Linked DNA regions of Callithrix jacchus: region 2 is linked to region 1. The links are chromatin contacts, called in public Hi-C maps. All regions are on one chromosome and are shown on one strand. Each heading gives the region's core, a stretch centred on a gene start, on an enhancer-like site or on the middle of the called end of the contact. The rest is flanking DNA. Distances are from core to core; before and after follow the strand shown. Region 1 overlaps MAML3 (mastermind like transcriptional coactivator 3). Region 2 overlaps MAML3 (mastermind like transcriptional coactivator 3).

Evidence for each region. Hi-C and Micro-C count contacts between places; a contact is called where the count stands out from the background.
Region 2: a contact with region 1 is called in a Hi-C map of skeletal muscle, with 9 times the contacts expected there. The contact joins two enhancer-like sites. A contact is called at or near these places in 3 of 3 Hi-C or Micro-C datasets (induced pluripotent stem cells and skeletal muscle).

What each region holds. Positions count from the first base shown.
Region 1 is chr3:56,902,015-56,909,352 of calJac240_pri, reverse strand. The region is part of intron 1 of MAML3 (mastermind like transcriptional coactivator 3); the gene reads right to left. Among named protein-coding and RNA genes, the nearest start is that of MAML3, 110 kb to the right of the region's middle. Within about 2 kb of position 1,277, at least 7 of the 16 cell types and tissues checked have an H3K27ac peak or open chromatin away from gene starts, as enhancers often do. A contact at or near this core is called in skeletal muscle, where this site is marked.
Region 2 is chr3:57,238,521-57,245,533 of calJac240_pri, reverse strand. It overlaps MAML3 (mastermind like transcriptional coactivator 3), which reads right to left. Exons shown (of 5, transcript XM_008992687.5): 3 at 719-964. It overlaps MGST2 (microsomal glutathione S-transferase 2), which reads left to right. Exons shown (of 6, transcript XM_035292922.3): 6 at 586-2,701. The coding sequence ends at 620. Among named protein-coding and RNA genes, the nearest start is that of MGST2, 67 kb to the left of the region's middle. Within about 2 kb of position 5,168, at least 15 of the 16 cell types and tissues checked have an H3K27ac peak or open chromatin away from gene starts, as enhancers often do. A contact at or near this core is called in skeletal muscle, where this site is marked.

The DNA of each region.
Region 1 (7,338 bases), core at 28-2,527:
GATAAGGCTTTTCTCTTTTGCTTAATCTGACCCTACATACTTTCCTTTAAGAAAACATTTTAGTTTTGGTTCAAACAACCAGACAAAAATTAGTGTAAATGCTGGGAAAAAACAGGTGGAACAGGAGAATAATGATCACTTTTCTGTGTGATCCTGAGTAAGTGGACTGGATTTCTGGCCCAGTAGTAGGGCCAGAAAATTCCTTTCAAGAATGAAAGGAAAGTTTCTTGAGGGAAATAGACAGTTTAAACATGAATATCATTCCTTTGATATCCTCCCAAAACACGAGCAAATTCAGGAAGAGGTTACAGGAAACCTCAATACCCATTCAGAAATAAACACAGGTCATTTTTTCAAAAGGCCTACAAGTGACCAAATAATAAAGCCATCTCCAAAAGGTCAGGAGAAATTTATTGGGAACCTACTAGGCATAGAACTGAAGAAAGTCTTGTAACAGGGCTTCACATGGTTGCAAAAACAGTGGGTGCCTTCACTATGTTTATTACCAAAGATAGCAAATGTTTTCCGTGGAAAACTTCACTGGAATCTCTTTTGTCCTAAGTTCAAATCTATGAAGCCATAATTACCCAGGTAACTTGGGTCTGATGTTGCCTAAAATATCCAGGTAATTACAGGAGAAAGGTCATTTCCTCTGTGTAATCTCAACTATACCATTGGCTGTCTATACTGGCAGTTATCCAGTTAAGAACAGCCTTTCACATTTCACTTTGTACTTGCTTAGACCCTGCCAAGACTGAAAATCTTAACGAGTTTTTAAAAATCCCCTTTATAAATATTCCTCTTCCCTTGCCCCATTCCCTAGGATGATCTGATGACTTCCTCACAAGACGATATACAAAATACTCTTTGCTAATTTTTATATTCAAAGGAAATGCATTCTAGAAAGAATACTGTGAGACAGAAATGAAACAAGAAAGATGAAGAGGAAGAATGAACAGGGGTGCCAAGATCTGCAAAACTGTGGGGATTAAAGGATTCATAGCAAGAGAGAGAGAAAGAGAGAGGAGCAAAGCAGATATGCAGGTCAACAGACATCTTATTCAGAGTTTGAGCTTTGTCAACACAGGCAGTTTGGGGGCAGAAAGAAGCGCATCTGCTGGGCTGTGATTGCACAAGAGAAGCTACCATTCCTTTTCTTCACAAAGAAAAAAATGGCATTTATCTCAAGTACTGCAAGGCATATTAGGATTCACCTCCCCCATTCTTTCTTCCCTCTTCCTCCTACCATCTCCCTGGCCGCCTCCCTTTCCTGTTGGAAAAGAAAAGGTGGGAGGGAGAGGAGGACCCACCGGTCACAGACAACGCTGTGGGATTCTCTTTCTTCAGCTTTTACCAGCCTATGGGGGTCAGGATGCTATTGGTTCAGCTTTATGTATGATATGGTGCCTCTCACTTAGCAACAGCGAGCAGGAGAGGCAGGAAGCAACGCCACCTGGCTCAGCAAGTGTGCGGATGGTTTAAAATGAGCTACTCACTCACAGGGAGACAGAGGGGGGAAGAGAGCAGGCTGAGCTTAATATATTGTACTATTAAGAGCAAGGCTTAATCAGGGTGTTAACAACAACCAACAGGCAGGTTATGGGGGAAGAGCAAAGACTGGACAGGAGTTATTTTTAATGAGTATCTACATATAAATCATACACGTTGCCTTCATTTTTTTAAAGGACAAACTACACTGTGCTGCCTGGATGGTGGGTGGAGAGAAAGATGGTTATCTAGGCAAAAAAATAAGAGATAAGATGCATCTAAAACTCTGCAGTGAGTTTACTCGGTTTTACTTTGTTTTCACACCAGGGTGCTACTAGAAAAGAAAAAGTAAAATTGGGTGTACTTGAAAAAGGAATTGGCTACGTAATTACAGGATTTTTTTAAAATTAGTCAACACAGTAGCTATTTCTAAATCTTAAATTCCATTTTAGCATTTGAAAATTAACTTTCTGGAGTGGAAGGTGGCAAAAGAGAAGTACATCTCTGCTAGAAAGAGACTTTTTTTCCTTTGCCTCCTTTGTGGTAAAAGGGAAATTTCTAAGAAGGATGCTGATAGAAGTTCTAAAAGCTCAAACTGCCTGAATATAACAGGGCTCAGTGCCAATAACAACAAGGAAATGTATTCTGCTATTCTATATTCTTTCATTTCTCTTAATAGAATTTTCCTTCCTCTCTATTCTAGGTCTCCCCATCAAACTTTAGAAGGATTAGCTCACCTACTTATCTATCCCAACCCATCCCACCCCATAACATCTAAGATCCTAGCCTTAGACCCTAAAATATAAATGGGAAAGCATCCTTCTTTCATTCTTAGAGAAGAAATGGGAGTCAACTTGGGTCTTTCATTGGAGTCAACTGGTGTCCTAGAGACAAAGCCCAACACTTTGTCAGAAGGCACAGATGGGCCTGTGTCTGTTCTTCTAAACCAGACCCAATTAACCCCTTAGGCTCTGAGTAGTAAAAGCCACTGACTACAGTGACACCTACTGCTCGGGGTACAGCTGTACATCCTCACACCACCTCCCAGGTTCTCCAAAGCAGCCATTTGTTCCACTGCTGTGGGCTCCACAGAACACATTTCTCTCTGCTCTGGGCTAACACCTGGAGAAGGAAATGTTCAGCCCTCTCATTCTAAGGATGGCCTCTGAACCTATAAGTCAGGACCTTCTATAGGCAGGAGTCCTCACTCATGGGGATACAACACACTCTCAATCTATAAAGTGACTAACTCTCACAGTGATTCCATACAAGAGGGACAGAAAACGTAAGTCTGCACAGAGCCCACACCTCCTTCAGAATCACGACATTGAAATTACTTGTTAATCCTCTTTGATACCCAATGAAGTTATCCTGGAAAAAAATGAAAGTTTTACTCAGTATCCACTGAATTTCGCTCTGCAGAGAAAAATATGGTATGAAACACTAGTACAATCATGGTATCTAGAAACTCCACTTCTAGTTTATACAAGAGCATGTTAATTAATCCATCCCTTTTACTTTATGCATTTAGATGCCAGAAATTTCCTCCCATTGAGAAAGAAATTCATTTAATTATGGAAGTCAAAGTTATACTGCTCTGAAGGCATAGCAAAAATACCTATATGTTGAGAACAACATCTATAAATCTAGAAAAGGCAAGAAACAAAATCATTAACGAAACCCTTGACTTAAAACCATATTAAAGGCACCAAGAGCAGTAAGTCAGATTTTAAAATTAATACTTTAAGCCAGGCACAATGGCTCACGCCTGTAATCCCAGCGCTTTGGGAGGCTGAGGCGGGTGGATCACCTGAGGTCAGGAATTCGAGACCAGTGTGGCCAATATGGTGAAACCCTGTCCCTACTAAAAATACACAAAAAAATTAGCCAGGAGAGGTGGCGCATGCCTGCAATCCCAACTACTCGGGAGGCTGAGGCAGGTGAATCACTTGAACCCAAGGCGGAGGTTGCAGTGAGCTGAGATTGAGCCACTGCACTCCAGCCTGGGTGAAAGGGATGAGACTCCATCTCAAAAAAAAAAAAAATTAATTTAATCAATTTAATGGTTCAGGAGGTATAGCTTGTTTCATTTTTGACAAAGACTGTCTAACAAATCTTCACCAAGATAGGTACACATTGAACAGAACACAAGTAATGCTGAAAATTTAAATATCACCCTTCTTTCTGGATGCTTGAAGTGCTATGCAAATATTTGCTTTTTATTCCCAAACATTAGACTTGAAATAATTGGATGTTACATTGTGCTATTCTCATTTTCCTGCTGGAAAACAGAGGAGCTCAGCAGTTTACCCAACGTCACAAAGCAAGCTGGTGGAGGTGCCAGGATAAGAACCAGGCTTCCTGATGTAAAGCTTGTGACTTGGCCACTGGACCACCAGAACCAGGCAATTCTCTCTGAATCCCTGTGAGGACGATCTCAGATCTCTTACTGATGCCTCACCCCGTGTGATCATTTGTGTTATTGTCTCAGAGTTGCGATGGCCCTTATTTATACTCTTCTTTAAGTTCTTACTTTGTGACCTCATTTATCAGTTGCTTTCATGAAATGGGTTAAGGAAAAAAAATAAGAATGTGCAAGCCTCAAGTAAAACCTACGAAAAGCCCAGAAATGGTTCACACATAAGTTAAATAAAAGGCTAAATGTACCCACCTCTACCTGCCTAACTCTAATGTTGTAGCACTAAAATGAGTATGAAGCGAAAGGATACTCAGAAAAGCGGCTGTGCTGGCTCTCCACTGAGACATCAATCCACAAGGTGGAGCCACTGCGGGGTAGCCAGCTATGTAACCAATTAATAGCACAACAGTGACATTTTCATTCTTTTCCATAGAATTTCCCACTGGCAGAACACACCTGAACACACACCTGTGTGGGGTGTGCAAAGTGTAGCTCTGTGACGCTGCCATGGATCATCTAGGCCCCATGTAGAAATCTGTTCAGTGGGGTGTGGGTGTTCAAAATGGCATCCTTAAATGTCCCTCAAAAAAAACATACATTTCTTTCTTTTTCTTTCTTTTTTTTTTTTTTTTGAGATTGAGCCTCACTTTGTTGCCCAGGCTAGATTGCAGTGGCATGATCTCAGCTCACCATAACCTCTGCCTTCTAGGTTCCAGTGATTCTCCTGCCTCAGACTCCCAAGTGGCTGCGATTACAGGTATGTGCCACCACATCGGGCTAATTTTTGTATTTTAGTAGAGACGGAGGTTCACCATGTTGCACAGGCTGGTTTTGAACTCCTAACCTCAGGTGACCTACCCACCTCTGCCTCCCAAAGTGCTGGGATTACAGGCATGAGCCACCATGCCTGGCAAAAAACCCACATATTTCTATTTGATAAGAAAGCTCCTTCCCTCAAATTATTCTTATATCTGCAACTATTTCCTCCTAACAAGGAAAGTGAGTAAGTGGTGACAAATTTGTTTCCATGAATCATTTCTTTTCCAGACACCATTTTACAGAAAATCCAATATCCAGTATCAGCCTAACGGACAGCACTTATGAGGTACACAGGGCTGAAAGAGGCCCACAGAATCCCCCCTCATTCAAATCCTAAAAGTTATATTAAGTCAATCACGAAACGAGACAAATAAGGACAGTGGGCAGTTACACATTCCTCAGACAGTAATATGAACGGCAGCCACCAACAACTGGTGCCCCTGGTTTAGCGTCGGATAGGCTGTTTGGAAACTTGCCTCTCCAAACGGCCCCTTCCAATACTTTCATGTCTTCCACGGCAGCAGCATTCTTTCAGCACCAACCTGGAAACTGGGGTCACTCTAACTACTCCCCTTCATCTTCTTCAGTGACTCATTATGCCCCTTGGACTATTGCTTTGGAATGTCTCACATCTGGCTCTCCCATTCCCATCCACATTAGGTAATTCTGTCTGGGAGCATATCACTTTACATTCCCTGATCCTTGCATTTCTCCTCTGGGTCATCTAGCTTCGAGATACCTTAACTTCATCGTGTCAGATCCAAATAACTTTGCCACAATATGGTCCATGCAATCCTACTTGTCTAAACAAAACCAACCATGGCAACATACACACGTGGTTATATTTATTTTAAAATTGTTGATTGAATATATCAGGGGCCAGTAAATATTTTTTCTGTAAAGGGCCATTTAGTAAATATTTCAGGTTCTGAGGGCCAAAAGGCAAAATTGAGGCTCTTAAGTAGGGAGAAAACACATTTCCACAAATTTTTGGTTGGAAAAATTCAAAACTTTTTTTCTGGACACTATAATTTGAATTTTAGTCAGCTTTCACATTCCAAAAAATATTGCCATTATGTTGACATTTTTTCAACCATTTAAATATGCAAAAATCACTCTTACCACATGGACCATACAAAACAGGGGGTGGGCTTGGGTTTTGGCTCATGGGTCAAAAAATATATATCAAGTGGTTAAAACTGATGAGGGCTAGGAATAGGAAGGAGAACAAAAGAAAAGCTTTTTCCCCTTCACTTTTAAATTAAGACATGTCTGTATTTTATTATAGACAGGTATTAATTGTATGTTCTGTAAAACAGTACATGGTCAGGCACAGTGGCTCACACCTGTAATCCCAGCACTTTGGGAGGCTGAGGTGGGCAGACCACCTGAGGTCAGGAGTTTGAGACCAGCCTGGCCAACATGGTGAAACCCCATCTGTACTAAAAACACAAAAATTAGCCGGGCCTGGGACGCACGCCTGTAATCCCAGTTACTTGGGAGGCTGAGGCGGGAGAATCACTGGAACCCGGGAGGTGGAGGCTGCAATGAGCCAAGATCGCACCACTGTACTTCAACCTGGGTGACAGAGGGAGAGTCCGTCTCAAAAAAGAAAAAAGAAAAGAGGAAACCAGCAGGATAAGACTTGATTGTTGGTTAAAATAAAGATTTCTTTAGAGCTTTCGGGTTCCTCCATATTCTTCCTATTTAACTTAGTTTCTATGAGGATGGCAGTCTCTTCATTATCTGCCTAAGATGCTATGCACCTCTCCTGTTTTCACATGTTTTTTGCCTGGCAAAATCTTACTCATATTTCAAGGCATATTTCTTATTTCCTAACTTTCTCCTTGAAGGCTTCCACATCTATGACAGTATGGGGAAATCTTCAGTCATCTGATCATCACTTGTCAGGTAATTTAGTATGTGTTTAATCCTGCCTGCTAATTAGTATATGAGCTCCCCACAGGCTGGGACCACCTTAGAATCTTCAGTGCCCTTGGAGGTACCAAGCACAGTGATGGATGGCCAGCTCAGTCTTCCACAAATACCAGACAACTATTGATTTGGTCCTCCTATGCTAAAACACAACTGTAGAATATTTTTAACATATACTAGAATCAGTGGATGAAAGACAGGGAGAAATTTTGTCTTCATTTTTAAAAATATTTCTTAACTTTTAGAACTGTCCAACAATGAAATATGCTGCCTCTTGAAATAACAAATTTCCTGACACTAAAAAGTATTCAAAACACAAGTGTCTGACCATCTGTCAGGGATTCTGTAGAAGGAATTCCTGTATTATTTAGGTCAGACCACACGGCCTCTAAAGTCCCTTCTCACTCAAGAATCTGTTATTCTGATGAACTCTATTCCCCTACCCCAAATATCTCATTTATTTCTTAAAATTAAGTGATTCAAAGTAACAGGGGTGATAAGTTCACAACACAGATAAGATAAAAAAACTACTTCTTTGTCATTTTTTGAAATTCTATGGCTATATGTAGATGGTATTAATTACTTTGTTTTAAGCAGGCTTGGTATGTATGATAAACCACCAGCACTAACCTGAAGAAAAAAATCCCAGGGCAGTGAGAATTTTTTGCCCCTTATTA
Region 2 (7,013 bases), core at 3,919-6,418, 330 kb before region 1:
CATCTCTAAAAACAAAACAAATTAAAACCTACAGGAGCAGTCTGCAGGGAAGGCTTTCTCTCAAAGCTGAGGAATTATAGGGCAAGGATGGACAAAGATGCCTAAGGTAAAGCTGTATTTGTGTTAGGCTTTCCTTTAACTCACGGATTTCCTGAGGTGTTTCAAAAGCTGTGGGGAATTTTCTTAGGTTTGCACCCTGTCTGTGACCCAGAGTTCAGGCTTCCAGGTAGTTCTGCAGGCCTTATTGTTCTGCTATTGTTCCCAATCCATTGTTCATGACCCATTCTATAGAATTCTCCTCAAGCCCTTCTCCTGTAATTCCTCTAAGAAACAGAGTTCTCTGAATTATTATTTTTTTCTTCATGCTAGAAATATTAGGGCTTATGGAGCATGTGAAACAGCCCCAGCCATGTGCTGATTACACTGACCCTGTACCAGAAATCAGAAGAAAAGGAGTCAGGCTTGAATCTAAGAAATGTCTCTGGCACACAGGCCTTCAAACTGCTGGCGGAAGCCTGTCTTTTAAGAACAAATTAATTAATTACAGGAAAAAGCCTAACTAATTGAAATGTCTAAATTCTTCAGGTTCTCCTGTGACCCCAGGAAATGCTAGACTATGAGCATCTTGACGAAGGATGTGAACTGTGACTTCCTCACAGCCAGCAGGTGCTGAATAAGTGCTTGCTGAATGAATGAATCACGCCGAAGGGCATGTTACCTGTTCCGCCAAAATCTGCTGCTGCTGCTGCTGCTGCCTTTGCTCCCGCAGGAACTGTTGCTTCTGCTGCTCCATCAACTGGGCCCGCTGATCAATGAGCATCTGCTTCATGATCGCTGCTTGGGGCTGGCTGCCCAGGAAGCTGGGGCCTGCGGGACCGGCTCCTGAGACCATGCCACCTGAGCCTGGGGGCACAGAGGACTGCATGGGGCCTGTGGTTCGGGGAAGTCCAACTGGATGCTGCTCCTGGGAGGACAAGAGAGGGACAGATTCAGGGATTCCCCATGGAGACTCACTGCCATTTGAAGGGAGACCCCTGGGAAAAGGGCAGGAATCCCGGCTTATGGACAGGAGGGGTCGTGAGTGACAAACATTGCATTTCCATAAAAGTAGCCTCCAACCGACCTTACCTGAGTAGAATTAGAGAGGCCACATGGATAGTAAGATAGCATGGCTCTGGGAAATCGAAGGCCAAGTTCAGTGTGTTTCAGATGGGACTGACTATTGCATATGGACTGGATTTTCAACTAACATCCTGTGTTCCTCCAAGGAAAGGAAATGAGCCCTCAGGCTGAGCTCACCTAAAGTCTGAGACATCCTGACCTCACCTGTTAATCCTTATTTCTTATGTCTACTTGGCCAAAAATAGACATCTTCTTTGAAAGTAGGAGGGGCATTTACAGAAAACTGCAGGAATTTGTTAATCAACAGGTCTGATATTTGATGGAATTCTAATAAGTTGCAACATTTGAGAGCTTTGATATATGTCAAAAAGAAAAATCCTGCTGGCCAGAGTTGCTGATGGGGAGAACTGGGAATGTTTTACACTGACCAAAGCTATGTAATCTCCTAATATCTTTAAAAATAGAATGGAGTCTCCTCTGTCTGGGATAATTTAAATGTGGGGTGTTGGATTGGGTCTCTTGATTCTATAATTATATGTCAGCCAGTCAAATGATGGCAACTTCTAAGGACTAGTCCTTAGGGAAGAGGAGGCCAAGTAAATTAAGTAAAGACCGAATTCCACACTGCCCAGGTGACTACGTGAAGAATGTGCTCAGAGGCGAAGTGTGTGCTCTGAGCTGGACAGGGTAGACTATTAGGGAAAAACAGCGAATGGGAAGAAACGGCATGTGGCCCAAAGATTCAGTTTCTAGCCACCTCCTTTCCTATTTGTTCTCTGAAGCCTACCTAGCAGTGGCAAGTACTGTCTGAACATTCTGCAGAAATTCCTCCTCATTTAAGTTTCAAGTAATTAATGTGAACATAGAGGAGTTGATACAGATTAAACGGGCACACATATAAGGACATTCACAGTCATTTTGGGAAGCATTACTATGAGACCTTAAATAGTAAGAAGCAAATGCGAATAACTCTATCATTAAACAATTTTTAAATCCAGCCGGGGGTGGTGGCTCATGCCTGTAATCCCAGCACTTTGGGAGGCTGAGAGAATTGCTTGAAACTGGGAGGCGGAGATTGCGGTGAGCTGAGATCACGCCGCTGCACTCCATCCTGGGCAACAGAGCGAGACTCCATCTGGATTTCAATATTTTTCTTCTTTTTACTTTATTGCCTTTCCAACGCAGATACTGCTAAACATGCTGGCAGTTTTTTCTCAAAGCAAATAGGTGAAGTTTCTCTCTGTCTCTCTGAGAGAGACAGTCCTGGATTTGATTCCCTACAGCCTGGGCTGTGTTCCTCCCTTCCTTCTGTGGTGTGTAGAACCATTCCGACTTCCCTCTCTAGTATGACTGACCTCAACTGGATCTTCAGTTGCTCTTCTTCCCTCCAAACAAAACAAAAAAGCAAAACAAACAAAAACCAAACCAAACTGCTACTCCTCTTACCCAACAACCCATCACCCAAGACGCTCTGGTTTGTTTGTGCAGTAGCCCAGGTCGCACAATTTGTGAATGGTAGACTCAGAACTAGCAGAACTGGAATGCAATTAAAAAAAAAAAAACAAAAAACACCAAAAAACAGATTGCTTTTCTTTGCTTTTTAAAAAAAATTTTCCATAAGTTATCAGGGTACAGGTGGTATTTGGTGACATGAGTAAGTAGAATGCTAATTTTAATTCTCAAGTCAGTACTCTTCCTACTAGCTCAGGCCTCTCCCAGGCAGTGTCTTCATGGTGTTAAGTGTGCACCTAAGAACAGCCTGTATACCTATACAGTGTGTCTCTCATAAGTGTACTGCATTCTATTTTTTATACATAAATGCTGTAGCTGAAATTAATAAAACGTTTTGTCTTAGTGTATTTTCTCTATACATACACAAACATAGCTAGGAAATATTTTTGATGTTAATAAAAAGATCTTATACTAAACAATGCCAGGAACCTTCGTGCTACCAAAAAGTTTACTTCAGGACTAACCCTTGCAGGGGTCTAGATATTTCAGGGTCTTCCCTTTCCCCCCAAATATTTGCCACCTATTTTCCAAGCCCTTCCTTCCAGTGAAATAAATCTGTTTCTTGCCACCTTTAGGGACAAATGGCTGATTGACTTTACACTTTAACAAATGAATTCACACTGACATATAAACAGCCAATCAGCAAAAATGCAGATATGCAGTTTGTTTTTTCTATCTCAGTATATTTGATACTTTTCAGTTTTGATAAGGAGGAGAGAGTTGGAAAGAAAATGAAGCCCAAGGGAAGATAAAATTTTCTTCAGCTTGATTTTTTTGAGAGGGCTGGTCTGGGAGGGCCCTGTTTATCTTTGTGCACTTTGAGATATGCTTGTCCTGTGCGACCAGCCGGCACAGCTGGGGAGTGTGCCTAGAAGTGGTAAGGAGTGAAGAAGTGTTGCTTTCCCAGCCTCCCCTCCACTGGGAAAAGAAAGGGAGAGGCAAATGGGGTGACGATAATACATCAAATCACTTTTTGCCCCTGTCATCCTGGGCCAAAAAAAAAAAAAAAAAAAGAACTTCAAAAGCACAGTGTGAAAAAAAAAAACAACCCTCCCAAAAGGATAGTCATGTTATTACTTCCCACGATTATATGTTTCCCCAAATAATTCCCTTCCAGAGGTTTAGCCTTAGGGTTCTCACTGAAGACCTACAGGCAGGAAGGGCTGTATGTATTATTCTATTAATTTTTTTTTAGAGACAGGGTTTCACTCCATTGCTCAGTCTGGAGTTCAGTGGTATGATCACAGCTCACTGCAACCTCCAGCCCCTGGGCTCAACCAATCTTCCTGCCTCAGCCTCCTGAGTAAGTGAGACTACAGATGAATGCCACCATGCCCTGCTAATTTTTAAATTCATTGTAGAGATGGTGGTCTTACTATGTTGCCCAGGCTGGTCTTAAACTCCTGGCTTCAAACAGTCCTCCTGCCTTGGCCTCCCAAAATGTTGGGATGACAGGCAGCAGCCACTGCTCCCAGCACTAGGTGCATTCTTAAAGGACTGCCCTCCCTACGAAACATCTTTAGTACTTTCCCAACAAGCTCTGCCACATTCAACGGTGGGTGAGACACACCTACAGCCCCAGATTCTGATGTATATTCCAAAGTGTGAAGATGTACTCAGTGACTTGCCTTATACATTAAGCTGGCCGAGGCCACTGTTTCCTATTACATGGCTTCCTTTAACCTCCAGTCTAAGAGGGCTTAATGAGAAATCTTCTGTCAGATTTCAGGATTTCAAGCCACTGCTCATTTCTAAGAAAGACACACACTGTGTTGTGCAATTAGAGAAAACCAGGCTGAGCTTTCCTCATGTGGAATGTAATGCCTTGAAGCCAAATGATGCAGTATTTTTAGTTGTAATTACTGGCTTGTTCTCCAATCCACTCCTTGCCCAACGACCTCCCTTGCTTCTCCTAAGAATCTTAATACAGTTTCTCCCCCTCAAAAATCCAACTGGCTACATAGATCTTCATTACTCGCCTAACCCTCTCACTCTTCCGTAAAATAAAGGAAGGAGAAAGAAATAAAAACCAAGGAACCTACTTTACATATCTTCTCTTCCAGGGAAAAGATCTTAGCAATTTTCTAAAGGCTAGAGTGAGGTAGGAGGTGTTAAGAGCACCCTTACCTCCCCCAAACAGGCAGTTTTCGACTTCAAAAAACAGCTATGGTAAAAATATCTCCCAAGAACAGCCAGCTGTTTATTTATAAATCTGTGCGTAGGGAAGCTTTAATTTCTCTGAAGTGTTTTCAAGAACATGCATAGTGTTTGGGTGAGAGGGGCCGGCGTTGTTGGCAGCGAACCAAAGAGCAGGGAATCACAAAAGACGGCCGGTGGCGAGGAGGCTGGGGTGACGGGGACCCCGTGAATCACGGGCTCGAGGACGCCCAGGGCTTTTCAGCCTTTTCCAGGCGTCCCTCGCCGGGGGAACGCGGAGCAGCTGCCGTTCTCCCAGCGCCCCAGCAGATGGTGGTGTCAGCCCGGCCTCGCGCCCGGCCGCCGCCGCGCCCGCGCCCCTCCCCTCGCAGATGGCTTAATCAGGGCTCCCGCCCGCCCCTCCGCGGCCCCCGCCCAGCGCGTCTGGGCGAGCGCTGCGAACGTGGAGCCAGGCAGTCAAGTGTTACTGCGTACAGCAGGTAGCCTGGCAACTGAGAGCATAATACCGAGCAGATGGTGTTCGCACGGCGTGATGGACATCACACACGACAGCCTGAGACAATCCAGGAATTCCCTGGTGACTCGAGGCCCTCTTTACACAAAATGAGTTCTCTCTCCATTGCGGTGTATCTCTGGGATTATCTCCCCCCTCCTCCGACTGACACTGAACTGGTTTCTTATTACCGACTTTTCTTCCAGCCAGAGGGGAGGGAGAACTCAGGCGGGGGAGGACACGGGAAGGGGACGTGGAAGGAAACGGAAGGGCTGGGAGTGGGGTCCGGGGGCAGTGGCGACCACAGAGGGGCGGGAGGGTGGCGGACACCAGACCCCAGGGCTGACAGCCCGGGAGGGACCTGGTTTCCAGGAGCCCAGCTGCACAAAGCCGGCGCGGGGAGGGAAGGAGCGAGCCTCGGGTAGGCCCGGCGCGGCTTCTTCGGCTCAGAGTCCTTGCAACTGCTTGGCCTACGAACGGCCTAAATGAAATTTAGGATTTTATTGAAAAAGTCCCCTGGGGCCTAATTTGGCCTCTCGACTCGAGCCTATGTGCTTACAAGTACTTAGGGGACTCCGGCTAAGAAGTCAGGAATGGGGCCTGTGCGCCGCCGGCAGGCCCGAGACCGCCTCTCGGCGCAGGCGGCCCTAACAAAGAAGCCCACGAGGCGGTCCCAGGCGCGGGCAGGGGCGGCGCGGGGGCGCTCGGGAGACCCGCTAAGGGCTCTGGAGGTCCTTGGCCGGTGCGCGCCGCTCAGGAGCCGGCGAGGCTGTGGTGTGCTCCCGAGGGCGCATTTCCCAGGTCTCGCCATACCGTGCGTGTTAGTGGCTGGGGAGGACACGGGGACAGAGATGAGGATATTTCGTGGCAGGAAAGAGTAAAAATAAAGCAATGCATAAACAAAAGGAATGTCCTAGAAAACCTATGCTACACACACACACACACACACACACACACACACACACTGAACTGAGTCAAGTAAAAAAATTTTTTAAGGAATGAATCTTTAGCCCAAGTGGGATTTCGATTAAATTTTATATATCAAAAGATTTCTACGTCCAACCTCTCACCAGAATCCAGAGGCTTTCCACTGCAAAGATACTGTTGAAAGTTTTATTAGTAAGTTTGAGAAGACGGATGTATGTATCAGAGGTGAAAGCTAACATGACCTTGCTGGGCCAAAGAGCGCAGCAGTTTTACGTCATTGAGCAGCTCAGGATGAATCTAACACCCACGATGGCTAGACGGAGGCGCCTGGCTGTGACTGCCCGAGGTGCAGGCAAGCCATATGACCTCTCTCTCTCAGTCCCCACCCCCTGAAATGAAAACCATACTCATAAGACTCCTTGACAATGGAAATTTTGAAGGTGACATAGTTAATGAAGTGCCATAGAAAAGAAATAGCTAAGAAGACTCTAAAACCTCCCCAGTTGAACGAAGAACTAAATTAGAGGTTCTCAAAGTGTGGTTCCAGGATCAAATGCATTAGTTCCCACCTGGGAGCTTGTTAGAAATGCAAATTCCCAGGCTCCCCCTCTAGGCCTCCTGAATTAGAACTTCTGGGGATGGTTTAACAAGCTCTCCAGGTGATTACGATGTCCCATAGAGAATCATTGGGGCAAATAATCCTGTGCCCTGATTAAATTGCAAAGCTGCACTTTCAAAAGCAAGCCAGGGTGCTGAGTTGCTTAGGTTTCTGTTGCAAAGTTTCCTGCCTTGGGACAAAATT